2 separate regions of the Mus musculus genome follow, and region 1 is linked to region 2. The links are chromatin contacts, called in public HiChIP or PLAC-seq maps. All regions are on one chromosome and are shown on one strand. Each heading gives the region's core, a stretch centred on a gene start, on an enhancer-like site or on the middle of the called end of the contact. The rest is flanking DNA. Distances are from core to core; before and after follow the strand shown.

Evidence for each region. HiChIP or PLAC-seq counts read pairs in DNA pulled down with a chosen protein or histone mark.
Region 1: an H3K27ac HiChIP or PLAC-seq map of stem cell-derived neural progenitor cells shows a contact between it and region 2, with 4 times the contacts expected there. The contact joins two enhancer-like sites. A contact is called at or near these places in 1 of 484 Hi-C or Micro-C datasets (nephron progenitors) and 4 of 115 datasets of contacts at active chromatin or transcription factors (T-cell acute lymphoblastic leukemia, embryonic stem cells, oligodendrocyte precursor cells and 1 more).

The regions. Positions count from the first base shown.
Region 1 is chr16:94,740,226-94,746,483 of GRCm38.p6, reverse strand. It overlaps a transcript of Kcnj6 not described here. Among named protein-coding and RNA genes, the nearest start is that of Gm41507, 18 kb to the right of the region's middle. Within about 2 kb of position 2,558, at least 68 of the 459 cell types and tissues checked have an H3K27ac peak or open chromatin away from gene starts, as enhancers often do. A contact at or near this core is called in stem cell-derived neural progenitor cells, where this site is marked.
Region 2 is chr16:94,469,793-94,475,990 of GRCm38.p6, reverse strand. No RefSeq gene overlaps it. Among named protein-coding and RNA genes, the nearest start is that of Gm31323, 3.9 kb to the left of the region's middle. Within about 2 kb of position 3,255, at least 84 of the 459 cell types and tissues checked have an H3K27ac peak or open chromatin away from gene starts, as enhancers often do. A contact at or near this core is called in stem cell-derived neural progenitor cells, where this site is marked.

The sequences.
Region 1 (6,258 bases), core at 1,309-3,808, 270 kb before region 2:
TAAAATGTTTTAAACAAACACAAATCCCTCCCCCCACCATGGAAGCACAGATAGACTTAATCTTCAACTCCAAACCCAGCAATTTTTCCTAGGAACTGGAGATTTTAATAAAATGCTTGTGCCCTGCAGAGAAATAAGGTTTTCATGTTCAGGTTTGAGGCAGTCCCCAGGTTCAAGGCTGAGAACATGATGAAACTTATTTTTGTTCTAAACAATCCAAACAGCTTGCTAAAACAAGGCAGAACCCCATGCAAAGCTTTCTTGGAGGTTCCTGTGTGTTGGTTGCGATGGGTGCTTGCTGTCCAATGACCAAGGTCTTAAGCAAGGTCATCTGGGGACACTAAGAAATAGCAACATCTTCTATTGTCTGCAACTACCCTGTGGCCATCAACTCTTACTGAGTGAGCACGCAAGCCCCTATGAGCAAAAGCTAACTCCCACATCACTCATGAAGAAAGTCAGTCTAGTTTTAGGGATAAGGCTAGTTAATCCAGAAGGACAGCTAGAACCAATTGCCTGGAAATTAACAACAGCGAGGCAGGCTCTGTGTGGACAGTAAGCAGTAGTGTCGTGTGGCAGGGAGGGGTAGACCTTGATATTGTTGAGGTCTGGGTAGGCTTCAGAAGGAGAAAACCCAAGGAAAAGTCATGCCATAAAGAGGAGCCACCTTGAGACATAAAGATATGGCTGTAGTGGGCCAGGGGACAGTGCCTAGGCTAGTCTACAAAGGGCAGGTGGCTTCCCAGGAAATTTGGTAAAAATACATTGTGAAAACTGGTGCTAAACTGTAGAAGTTTCTGAGCTGAAGGTGGAGGAATGCAGACCGTAGTTTATTAAAGCCATCACGGTGTCAAAATAGCTCCTAACTCTTAAGGTTGAACAAAAGGACAGTCTCCACTGAACCGAAGCAAGATGTCCTTGACACAACCGTCAAGCACCCCAGAATAATTCAGTGAGCCTGGAAAAAAAAAAAAAGGAAAAAGTGGAGTTTCAGTGTCATGGAATAGTTGATTATAAGCCCAGCAAATTCATATGCTGAGAATGCTGGGACAGTCACCGTAGCTTTCTTTAAGCAAAACCAATGACCTTCTAGAGATGCCAAGAAAACACAGGGAAAAACATCTTCCCCAAAGTCTCCCATCAAGGCTTCAGATTTCTTCGCAGTAAAATAGCTGCCCCCTGCTTCTGAGGTCATTGCTGCCACCCTCCCCACAATGCTTTTTACAAGTGAAAGCCAGGCAGAGCTCCAGCCCTGGTTTGGCTCCCGACCCACCTTCCGATCCTTTTGTAACTCCCTGTACTCAATCCAAGTATGTCTGCGCACGGACAAGGCGAAAGCATGCCTGATGCGAAAGCACAAATTATGTATTGAGAAATCTCTACAATGCCAAATTTTTTTAGAATAAATAAATATATATATTTAAGAAATCGCTGTGTTAGGGAAACTGTTTACATATTGAGGCGTTCCTCTTTTTTTGACTGGAACAATAAAAGAATAATTTGATATGGTCTCGGTTTCTTTACATATATTCGCCCAAAGATGTCATCCTACTCTACGGGCAGGAGAGTGAATTCATCTCAAAGTGTGCTATGAGCTGCCATGGGGTCATTCAAAATGTGGGAGCTTGCACCCAGAATCCAAGGGCAGTTCCATAACTATACAGTCTCCCCCTCCACCCACCTACATTTTCCTCTCTGTTTTGTGATCTCTCTGCCTGCATCTCTTCAGCATCGTGCACTGCCCAAGGTTCCCTGCCTGATTCCCTCTCTCTTTCAAAGGTGGGTGATGAAATATTCCACAGACACTCACGCTTTTACAAATGCATTAAACTGTGAACAACTCACTCTGCCAGCCAGGAACTGTTACCTAGTGCAACCCCCACCCACCCACCCACCTTTGGCAGACAGCTGTTCATTCTACCAGTGTCTGACATTTTGACCAAACAGCACCTCCTGGCATGTGGCGGGCCTTGTGGGGAACATCTGTGAAATGAGTCTGCTGCTCACTCTGTGACCCAGGCATTTATCAGCATGTGGCCAAGGAAGGTAAGTGTTCCCACACTCACCACCCACATGGAGCTGCGCAAAAGGGATAGACATTACACCCAGAGGGACTCCAAAGAGCAGAGTCGAGGGACTCACAGGAAGCACTCCCTGTGGGCGATGCTGGGGTGAGTCTCCTCACTTCAGTCCTCTCCAGCCAGCACCAACAGCTCTCTGCAAGCTCACTGCCTAATGCACCAATCAGACTTGATGCTCCCTGACATAAACAAACGGCTTACGGGGCACGATTTATGTAAGCATCTGTTGTCAGATGTTTCTGTCGGTATTCCTGGGCTCTGTTGATTCTGGGCCTGTGCTGAAACAGAGGATGGTGGTGCAGGGAGTGATAGCGGCTTCTCAGCTCGCTGAACAGGAAGCAGAGAGAAGCTGGCTGTGGGGCGTTAGGAAACCAGCAGAGGATCAACCAACCTTTGAAATGCACCCTTGGGGACTGGCTTTCCCAGCCACGCTCCACCTCCCAAAGTCTCAGCCAACTCTCAAAACAGTACCACTAGGTGGGGACCAAGAGTCCAACTGGGAAGCCCTGCCACACACAACACATGATGATCTTTCCTCCCCATTATGGCTCTCCCTAAAAGCTGATTGGGTACATTCTCCTTCAACCGCAGCCCTGGTTTCTATTTTCTGTCAAAATGTTGAGCTAACCCTGTCTCCAGAAGAGACTCTGGAAGACCAGGCTCAAGAGAATCCCAAAGACATGAGAGACCTTGCTGAGGTAAACCGAGGACAAAGCAGGCTTGTTGGGTCCACTGGAAATGCATCTTAGGTCTTATTTCTTTCCCACTTAGCTAGTCTGAAAAAAACATCATTTTTCCACTTTGGGATCGGATGGCATCTCTCTCTCATGGGCTGTGGCTGTTATCATGGGACAAACACCACCACAACAAACAGACACTGCACCCGTTAGTGTGTTTGTGATAGGTGTGGGGCACCCTTTGTGCATACCCGGCCTAAGGCTAATCACCCAGCAACATCAGCAACATAGGTCTCACTTTCTCGCTAAGTGATTAGAGACTATTGAAGTAGCTAGTCAGTCCAGAATGGCATTGCAGATTACAGTGAGAATCACACAATTGTAACACTGAATTGAAAGTTAGACTGTTGGTTACATAGTAAACTTTTGGAGATGACCCAGTATATGCACACTTTGTATTTAAGAAGATATCAAAGCAAGCACAAACTCTCATTGCCAACATGGTGTGGGGCATTAGCCTTAAGCCAGGAAGAATCTGTAGAATATCAACCAAGGAGCCAAGGCCAGTACGGACACAATACTGGCTAATATTGGGTCTCGATGACCTTATTAACTGTCCTGTTCTGAGCTGGCCACCAGGTAGGTAGGTAGCTCAGGAACTCTGCATCAGTGGATGGAGATAAAGAGCAGGGGCCAGGCTTGAGCAGATCTGGAGACAACAGTAACTTTATAAGCAGGAATCCTTGACTGTCTGCTAGTTTCTACCTCAGCCCTAAACTCTTCCAGTCTACTCATGGGACTCCTCTGTAGCAGTACTCATGGGGGCAGTCACTGGCCACTGTCTTCTGGATTGTACTGTAGGTCAGTCCCCATCAGGAGTAGAATATCATGATAGGGCATGCAGCAGAGAGCTGGGACAGGCTGGAACTGTCCTCAAGTGCCAGGACCTGCATGTCCAAGGATTCTCCATTCATCACTAAACACAAAATTACATGTTTACAATTGATTGAATTGTGTTAAACACACACATTTGAAAAGCATTCAAATTATCTGTTCCTGATTGTCTCGCTATGTTTATAGTTTCCTGTATTTCTGGAGCTACTGATACCTGCCATGTTTGCGGGGTAGCATGTCCCGTCCCAGCTCCGTATTCACAGACAGCAAGTTGGGAGTTTGAAACCAGTCTTCCCGGGGAAAATTTACACCATAGAAATTGACACATTCTACGGATGAGGACTTAGGTTTCTCTGGAAATCCTGTTGTTAAAACATTTGCCAGAACAAATGAGAGGTGACTAAAGACAATGCAGGTGGGTCTCTGCAGTCGACTTGAGTTCAAGGGTTTCTTTCTTTGTCCACATTATCTACAGATGTCACAAGACTGTGTGGTGGACAGTGACGTGAATGGATGTGTAAGGTCATTGTAAGCCGAGCCTCATGACTGGTGTGAAGAACCCGGGACAGACGTCTCCCTGATCTGAGAGCTGAGTGTGTGAATGTTTCCGTCCATGTGATTGCTTGACAGTGTGACAGTTGGTCTTTGTCACCTAAAAGCCAAGACCCTGACACTCATGAAAGGTTCTCTCAGCATCTTGCCCCACTGTGAACCACAGGTTTCAGGAGAGAGTAATAATCAAGTCGTGGGGACCTTGAGCCATCCACCTTGTCCACAAACAAAATTTACACTTAGTGAATGTGCTGTCCGCGATGTGCTGTCCATGTGCTATCCACGTGCTGTCCATGTGCTGTCCATGTGCTGTCCGTGTGCTGTCCATGTGCTGTCCATGTGCTGTCCGTGTGCTGTCCATGTGCTGTCCCTGTGCTGTCCATGTGCTGTCCGTGTGCTGTCCATGTGCTGTCCGTGTGCTGTCCATGTGCTATCCTTGTGCTGTCCATGTGCTGTCCGTGTGCTAGCTGTGTGCTGTCTGTATGCTCTCCATGTACTGTCTGTATGCTGTCCATGTGCTGTCTGTATGCTGTTTGTGTGCGTTCTGTGTGCTGTCCATCTGCTACCTGTGTACTGTCCATGTGCTGTCCATGTGCTATCTGTGTACTGTCCATGTGCTGTCCATGTGCTAACTGTGTGCTATCTGTATGCTCTCCATGTGCTATCCTTGAGCTGTCCATGTGCTGTCCATGTGCTATCTGTGTACTGTCCATGTGCTGTCCATGTGCTAACTGTGTGCTATCTGTATGCTCTCCATGTGCTATCCTTGAGCTGTCCATGTGCTGTCCATGTGCTATCTGTGTGCTGTCTGTGTGCTCTCCATGTGCTGTCTGTGTGCTATCCATGTGCTGTAAATGTGCTGTCCATGTGCTGTCTGTGTGCTCTCCATGTGTTGTCCATGTGCTGTAAATGTACTGTCCATGTGCTATCTGTGTGCTGTCTGTGTGCTCTCCATGTGCTGTCTGTGTGCTATCCATGTGCTGTCCATGTGCTGTCTGTGTGCTCTCCATGTGTTGTCCATGTGCTGTAAATGTACTGTCCATGTGCTATCTGTGTGCTGTCTGTATGCTCTGTGTGCTGTGTGCTGTCTGTATGCTGTCCATGTGCTATCCGTGTGCAGTCCACCTTTACATGAACTGACATGAACTAGAGGCATCTGGGTAGGAGGGGTGGCCTCAATTGAGAAAAATGAGCCCACCAGCCCTGTGAGCGAGCCTGTGGAACTTTTTCTTGAGTGTTGTCCATGTGCTGTCCATGTGACTGGAATGGTGGACCCATCACACAGTGGCTGGACCACCCCAGTTGCATGGAGCTTATCTAGAGGCTCCTCACACCAGGATCAGAAGGAAGATCTTGGTGGAACAATACTGATCGTGGCCATCATCTCCATTCTGGGTCTACTGCTCCCAGAGACACACCGGGATCTCTTGGGATCAGCCATAACTCTAAATCAAGAGGCAATGTTATATCTATTTGCCCTGGCCTGCCTCAGAATGCCTGGTAGATGGATCGTGCGGGTGATCCCTCTCAGATAGAAGATGAAGGCCTCTGGTGTGCACAGGAACATTTCACATATTGGCTGGGGTGCCCAGTGGCTTCCTTCTTACAGCCTCTTCCTCAGCACCTCAGCACCTCAGCACCTCAGCACCTTAGCACCTCAGCACCTCAGCACCTCAGCACCTCAGCACCTCAGCACCTCAGCACCAGCATGATGGCCACAACATCCTGACTCTGTCCCTCTTCTGCCCCCAACTCAAGACTTCAAATAAGCAGTAGTTTTGATCACAACTTTCTGGCTTGGAAATTTGGGAAGGATGTGCCCAAGAAGTGTGTCTCCGAGCCATCAGCCAAGATACCTCGGCTTCTTTGAGCTGCTGTCTGTCTCCACAAGACTTGGATCTTCACAGGAGGAAGACTCCAAGTAGCAATCTAACAACATAGTGGCTTCCACAGGACAAGGATCTGAAGATGCTTAGACAGGAGCAACACCAGGAATGAGTAGTCTTTTGCTGAGCTCTGGGCTCCACGTACTCAGTGACTGGTCCTAATTAAGG
Region 2 (6,198 bases), core at 2,006-4,505:
GATAATAAACACAAAGACCACAACTGGTCAATCTGTAGCGACCGAGAGATTGTAGAATGCTCAGCCCTAAATATGGCATTTATTATCATACCCTTCCTCCAAGGCTTAGCGATTACTTTGGAAGAGCCTGGTGTGGTGGATGACTGTAAGGGAAGTGTTCTAGTCACAATATGAATGTGCACATGAACTCACAGTGGTTGTGGCAGTATGCACAAAAGCTGCACAAGCTCAAGCCAGAGCGGAATTCAAGAGTGGAAAGGGGAGGTGGGCATGAAGTCCCATCCCTACCTGAGGAGCTACTGGTAACTGATAGGTGCTGGAAGAGGGAGAATACTGTCTTTTAAGGGTGTGGTCCCGATATGTCAACTGTGGATGCTCACATTCTCAAGAGTCCATGGAGAGTACCAATGGACTCGATGGATGGCTGTTATTCTTAAGAGCACACAAACTCTCAGGGTGTGCGGGAAGAGCTTCTAGGAGAAGCTGGGGGAGGGGAGGGGGGGGGGGAGATGATCCATACATTAGATGAAATTTCCAGTGAACACAAAAGACAAAAATGTTGTGTCAGTGAGATCCCTCAGTGGGTCTCAGCACTTGCTGCCAGGCCTGGTGATGAGGTAGATTCTCAGGACCCACACGGTGGAAGGAGAGAACCAGCTTCCACAGGTTACCTCTGATCTCCAAGTGTGCACCATGGTATGTGCATGTGAGCTTGCTCCTGGGTGTATACTTGCAACACACCCCACATACAACAAATTTTATTAAAAAAAAAAAAACCAAAGTACGGTGAAAACAAATGAAAATGCATGTCACAGAGTTGGAGGAAAACTGCGTAGTGTGTATCCACCAAACAGCTGTATCGAGAATGTATAAAGAGCTATTATAACTTAAAATTTACAACTTGTGTTTTAAGATGAATCAAAGACTTAATCAGGTAATTCAACAAAGATGTATTGACTGTAAATACGCCCAAAAACAGATGCTCAGTATTATTCGTCCTAGGGAAGTAGAAAGAAAAGTCCTGATGACACAGTATGACACACCCACTAGAGCTCAGTAGAGTGACTGTGTGCTCTGATGTCACAAGTCTCCCTGGTGGGAGTTCAGCTGTACAAGTGTTGGTATGTCCTGGAATCTCTGGAATATACAATCTAACAACGCAGGAAGAGAAGAGCATGCAGGTGAAGAATGTATAGGTCCAAGCCAGATCAGCAATAAAGGCAACTGTGCTTTGGAGGCTAAAAGGAGCCCAATGGGAACAAGCTAAAGGCATACATGGAAAAACAAAGTGCAAAGAAAATAAAGCAAGAAGAAGAGGCAGCCAAGGATTCAGGAAAAAAATGCACACCAGCCTAAGAACAGACAGCAGCACAGGTTAGGAAGCTGTAGCTCCCTAAGCATGCAGACAGCCTTGTATGGGTCAGAAGCCATGGAAGCTGTGTGTGGGCCAAGCAGCAATGGGCTGCACTCCGTGACTTTAGCTGCTGTTCCTTAGGAGAGAAGTTGATCTGGGCTGAGAGGGGAGCACTAGTCAGCAGATGAATGGCTAGAGTAGTGAGTGAGTTTGCTCAGCAGGTTCAAGCCTAGACTCACTCAGGTTATTATTTCAGGAAAGTTATTTAAACTTTGAGGTTTATTTCTGCATCTGTAAAATGGGTATGAAAAGGGTACTTAAGCTGGGCATGGTGGCGCATGCCTTTAATCCTAGCACTCGGGAGGCAGAGGCAGGCAAATTTCTGAGTTTGAGGCCAGCCTGGTCTACAAAGTGAGTTCCAGGACAGCCAGGGCTACACAGAGAAACCCTGTCTCGAAAAACCAAAAAAAAAAAAAAAATGCTATGATTGTAATTAGTGGGCCTAGTATTGCCAAATTGTTTATGGCTCAGTGGGTAAGAGCACCCAACTGCTCTTCCGAATGTCCAGAGTTCAAATCCCAGCAACCACATGGTGGCTCACAACCATCCGTAACAAGATCTGACTCCCTCTTCTGGTGTGTCTGAAGACAGCTACTGTGTACTTACATATAATAATAAATAAATCTTAAAAAAAAATGATGCTGGAAGACAGTGGAAAGATCCTGAGTCTGGTACAGTGAGAAGTCAGAGGAGGGCCAGGCTCCCTAGATGTGAAGGCCACCAGTTTTGTGTTGTGGCTTTTATCCTATGTAGTCTGTGTACTTTGAAATGTTTACTGAGCAGCTATGAGCAAGGCACATGTTTTTATCCCCCATAAGTGAGAATGCCAATGCTTGGTGAGGTGGGCTATGAAGTCTCCACACTGAAAGGACTGTGGCGGGATGTGGGCTGACTGCTGAGTAGGCACCGGCTGTATACAGAAAGTCCAGTGTAAGGGGGTACACAGGAACAGACAGCCGTGAGTATAGGGCAGACCAACTGTGCCAGCCTGGATGACAAGGAACCGATGAGAAGCAGTTCAGGGGGCTGTTAAGAACAAGAGTGTATCAGAATAGTCTCTGCTTAGCTGTTAGGTCTCGTCTCTTGAGTGCCAGGTCATGTGCAGTACTAACATTTAAGGAGAGCTCGCCAGCAAGCTGACTGTCCTCTGTGGGAATGCGTCCATCTTGCTGGCGTTAGGCTGCTGTGCTCAGGCACCCCACTGTCCCTAACAACAGCTCCCACTCCTGAAGAATCCCCTAAATACACTAGCAGGCTTTGCTGCGCTGGCAGCTTCCCTCATGACTCCAAGTCTGGACACTCTACCACCTCCACTCCCTCCTCCCGGCTGCTACCAAGTGCTGACTTCCCTGGCCTCTGTTCAAAGCTGGAGCCCTACCCCACCCTACTGTCCCCATCCTCCCTTATCCCTTCCTGGTCCCATTCTTCTCTGGGATTACCAGGGACATATCATGTGTTTTACTGTCCTACTTGACGTCAGCCTCCACTATTGGAATGCTCAAGTCCTTTCTTCTTGTCTGTTGTTATAACTGGGGCACTAGAACTGTGCCTCCTGTGGCATATTTGATGGTTCAATGAATAGTCGCAGATCAATGTTATATAGCCATCCTGGTGGCCAGGACCACTTGGTTTGCTCCCAGTGGGGGCAGCTAGGGTATTGCAAGGTGGAGGAACCAGGGCCTGTCAGACGTACAGTGGGATGAGGAGCATGAAGGGCATTGTCCCTCAGTGCCTGAAAGCCCAGGAAGTAGGGAGGGCTTGGCTTCGGTTTTCTGTCTGGCAGGTTAGAGACTGTGGTAGCCGTGCCTCTGGAAGCAAAAGCAATGTGGCCTCCCCAGAGGATAGAAGAAAGCTGGAGTCCTGCTGGCGCTGGGTGGCAGCCAGCGTCTGGAAGTACAATGCCCATCTGTTCCACTGCTTTCTCTTTTCGGAGGCTGCTGGCTCACCCCACTGGAATGGGGTGGCACTTCAGGACACGAAACTTGGAGCTGGTGGCGGATTTCTTGGAACTGGTGGCAGGAAGATCTAAATTAAGACCTTTCTATCACACCAAATAAATAGAAGCTGAAATAAGAGACTAAAGGAATTCAGCAGAATGCCTTCATACATAATTTTTTAAGTAAGGAGGAAGAAGACCTTAGGAAGCAGCCTGGTATTTATCCACTAGAGCCTCAAGGTATTTGCTGAAAACAGTGATACTATTTGAGGCAAGAGCACATTATTAAACACAAGCTTCTCTTTTTGAAGCATGCTGTGCCATAGAAGATGGCAATTTCCACTCTGCTTGGAAGGCTCTTGACAAGGCCCAAGGCCTGGCCCGTTACCTGCTCAGCAGACAAGTTACTCCAGCATGGGGTCAGCAACATGTACGCACATAGAAGCTTCTTGCTTCAAGCCAAGACACAGAGAGAGGCTCCCTAGGAACTATGAAGAGGCTGTGTCCCTCGCTCAAAGACGAGTGGACCCTGTCCTTTTAGGACAGCAAGGGCTCGGGAAAGTTCATTCGGCTGAAAACCACCTAAGCAGTGCTGGGGGACCTTACCATTTTACATTTCAAAGTTCCATTGAACCAGCTGTGCTTTCCTTCAGGCAGGCAAGGCCCTGAGGTTACCTGGTTATTTCTCCTATCCACTGATGACTCTGCACTCCCAACGTGACACCTCTGAACATAGAACTCACTGTGTAGCATCCATCTAACAACTCCAAAACTGGTTCATAGAACCTCTGCAAGCATACTAATTGGGTTTGTTGGTTAGATCAGAAGGAATGGTGGACTCCAAGGTGCTAGACCTTCACAACACAAAGGTAGATGGTCCTCAAGCCGGTATCCAGCAAGCTCTGGACAATGTACAGCATCATCCTACTCAGGTTTTATTTTGTATCAGGATGTTTATGAACCACTTGTGTGTTTGTGGATTAGCTGTTCTGCCTTTGTCTCTTCTACTTCATGGAAACAATTTACTGAGTTGCTCAACCCTGAAGTAAGATCCACCTTTATGGTTTTCTAAAAATCTGTTGTCTTGAAGGAAAATCTGTTCATGTTTAGGATTGGTCCATCTGGAATTAGTATCTGTCTGTACTGTGACAGGTTAAACGTTTCCCATGGGGATAGCCAATATTATTATTCTTCCCCCCCACCCCCCCCCACATTATTATTCTTAATGTAGCCATCTTTTTCTGATGTCTGTATCGACTGACCGTCCACTCACTGGGATTTTTTCAGTTGACGAGAATTTCCATACTTTTGCTATTTTGTTCTCTCTTTAAAGTGGGAAACAGTGAGACCATGTAAGGCAGAGGCAGTGGCAGGATGAAGAATAGCTCTCTAAGCCAAGGAGCCTTGCCTGGACCCTTCCAAGGCAGTGGTGCACATGCCTCCTCATTCTGAACAAGTAAACAGCACTCACAGAAACACTTTGGGACAAATGTAGGTGAAATTATCCTTTGTTACAGAAAAAGATAAGGTTTATAGTGTCCTGGGCTCAGGATTCCAAAACATTTTTCAAAGTGACTCTGAGACATTTGATCCAGTTCAGACTATGCTGTAAAGTGAGTGCTTCCACTTAGTCTAACAAATGCTTTCTACAAGACCACGCCTGCCCTGTGCAGCGCACAGGCTCTCACTAAAACGGTCAGTTCCCCCTTACCATCTCTTGTAGCACATACGTCACTAGTAGACAGACTGTACAGAATGATGGTGCTGTGACATTTTCTTACATGCACATACCCCGCTTTTGCTCATACTCTCAGGGGCCACCTCTTGTTTACTACTCCATCAAAATGTCTTGTCTGGTGACATTTTTGCAGGTGTTCCTGTCCCTGAGTGACTGGTCCCAGTTTTCATGGATTTCTATTCCTGGCATTGCCTGTCCACAGACACTGAGGACAGGTGACTGCATGAAGGCTGGCATGTAGGCCACTGTGTGGGGGAAAAGGTTCCAGGCACGACTTTCAGTCCTTTCTTCCACTGCAGTTTAATAAAACAGAAACCCTGCCCATTTCATTCATGCAGCTCTCCAGGAGCTGTTCTGGCCCTCGTTCTTAGCAACTGTCCCGTCACTGTGCTTCCTCAGCCCAGCAGTACACACCTCTGTCGTTCTCTTCTGTGTTCTTGGAATCTTCTCCAGAGAGGGTTATGACTGAGGAATGACTAAACTAGTCTTGCTGCTTGAGCTGTGGTGTGAGATCCCTCTTACATCTGTTTTCACTATATGGTCTTTCACATCACCTTACAAATAGATCTTGCACTGCTAGGGCTCCACTTAAGTTTTAATTATCCATTATTCGTAACAGAGATTAATCACTTCCAAGAGAAAAAAAATCTAATTTTAAGGCATGGCCACTTCTTCAATTTATATATTATATGAATTAAATGCTACTCTATGAACACAATTGTATGAGCAAAAGTTTAAAATTGTGCTCACTTTTCACTATAGCTGTCATGGAGCTGGGTGGAATGATGATTAGTGAAATGATGAATAGGGGCGGTGTCCCACCATGAGGTTAGGAATTAAGGGTGGAGGACTGCCAGTATCCTTAGCCTATTGTGAGGAGATGATGAACAGGGGCGGGGTCCCACTGTGAGGTCAGGAATTAAGAATGGAGGACTGCCAGTGTCCTCGGCCTTCCGTGAGGAGCATTTGCACCTTGTCTATTCCTCAAGGTTTTGAGAACTCAGTGCTGTTATGGAGTCTGACTTGGTGGTGGCAGCGGTGGTGGCAACAGCAGCAGCAGCAGTGGCAGCTCAGGAGGAGGTCACATCCCCAGAGGGTGATGCGTCCCAA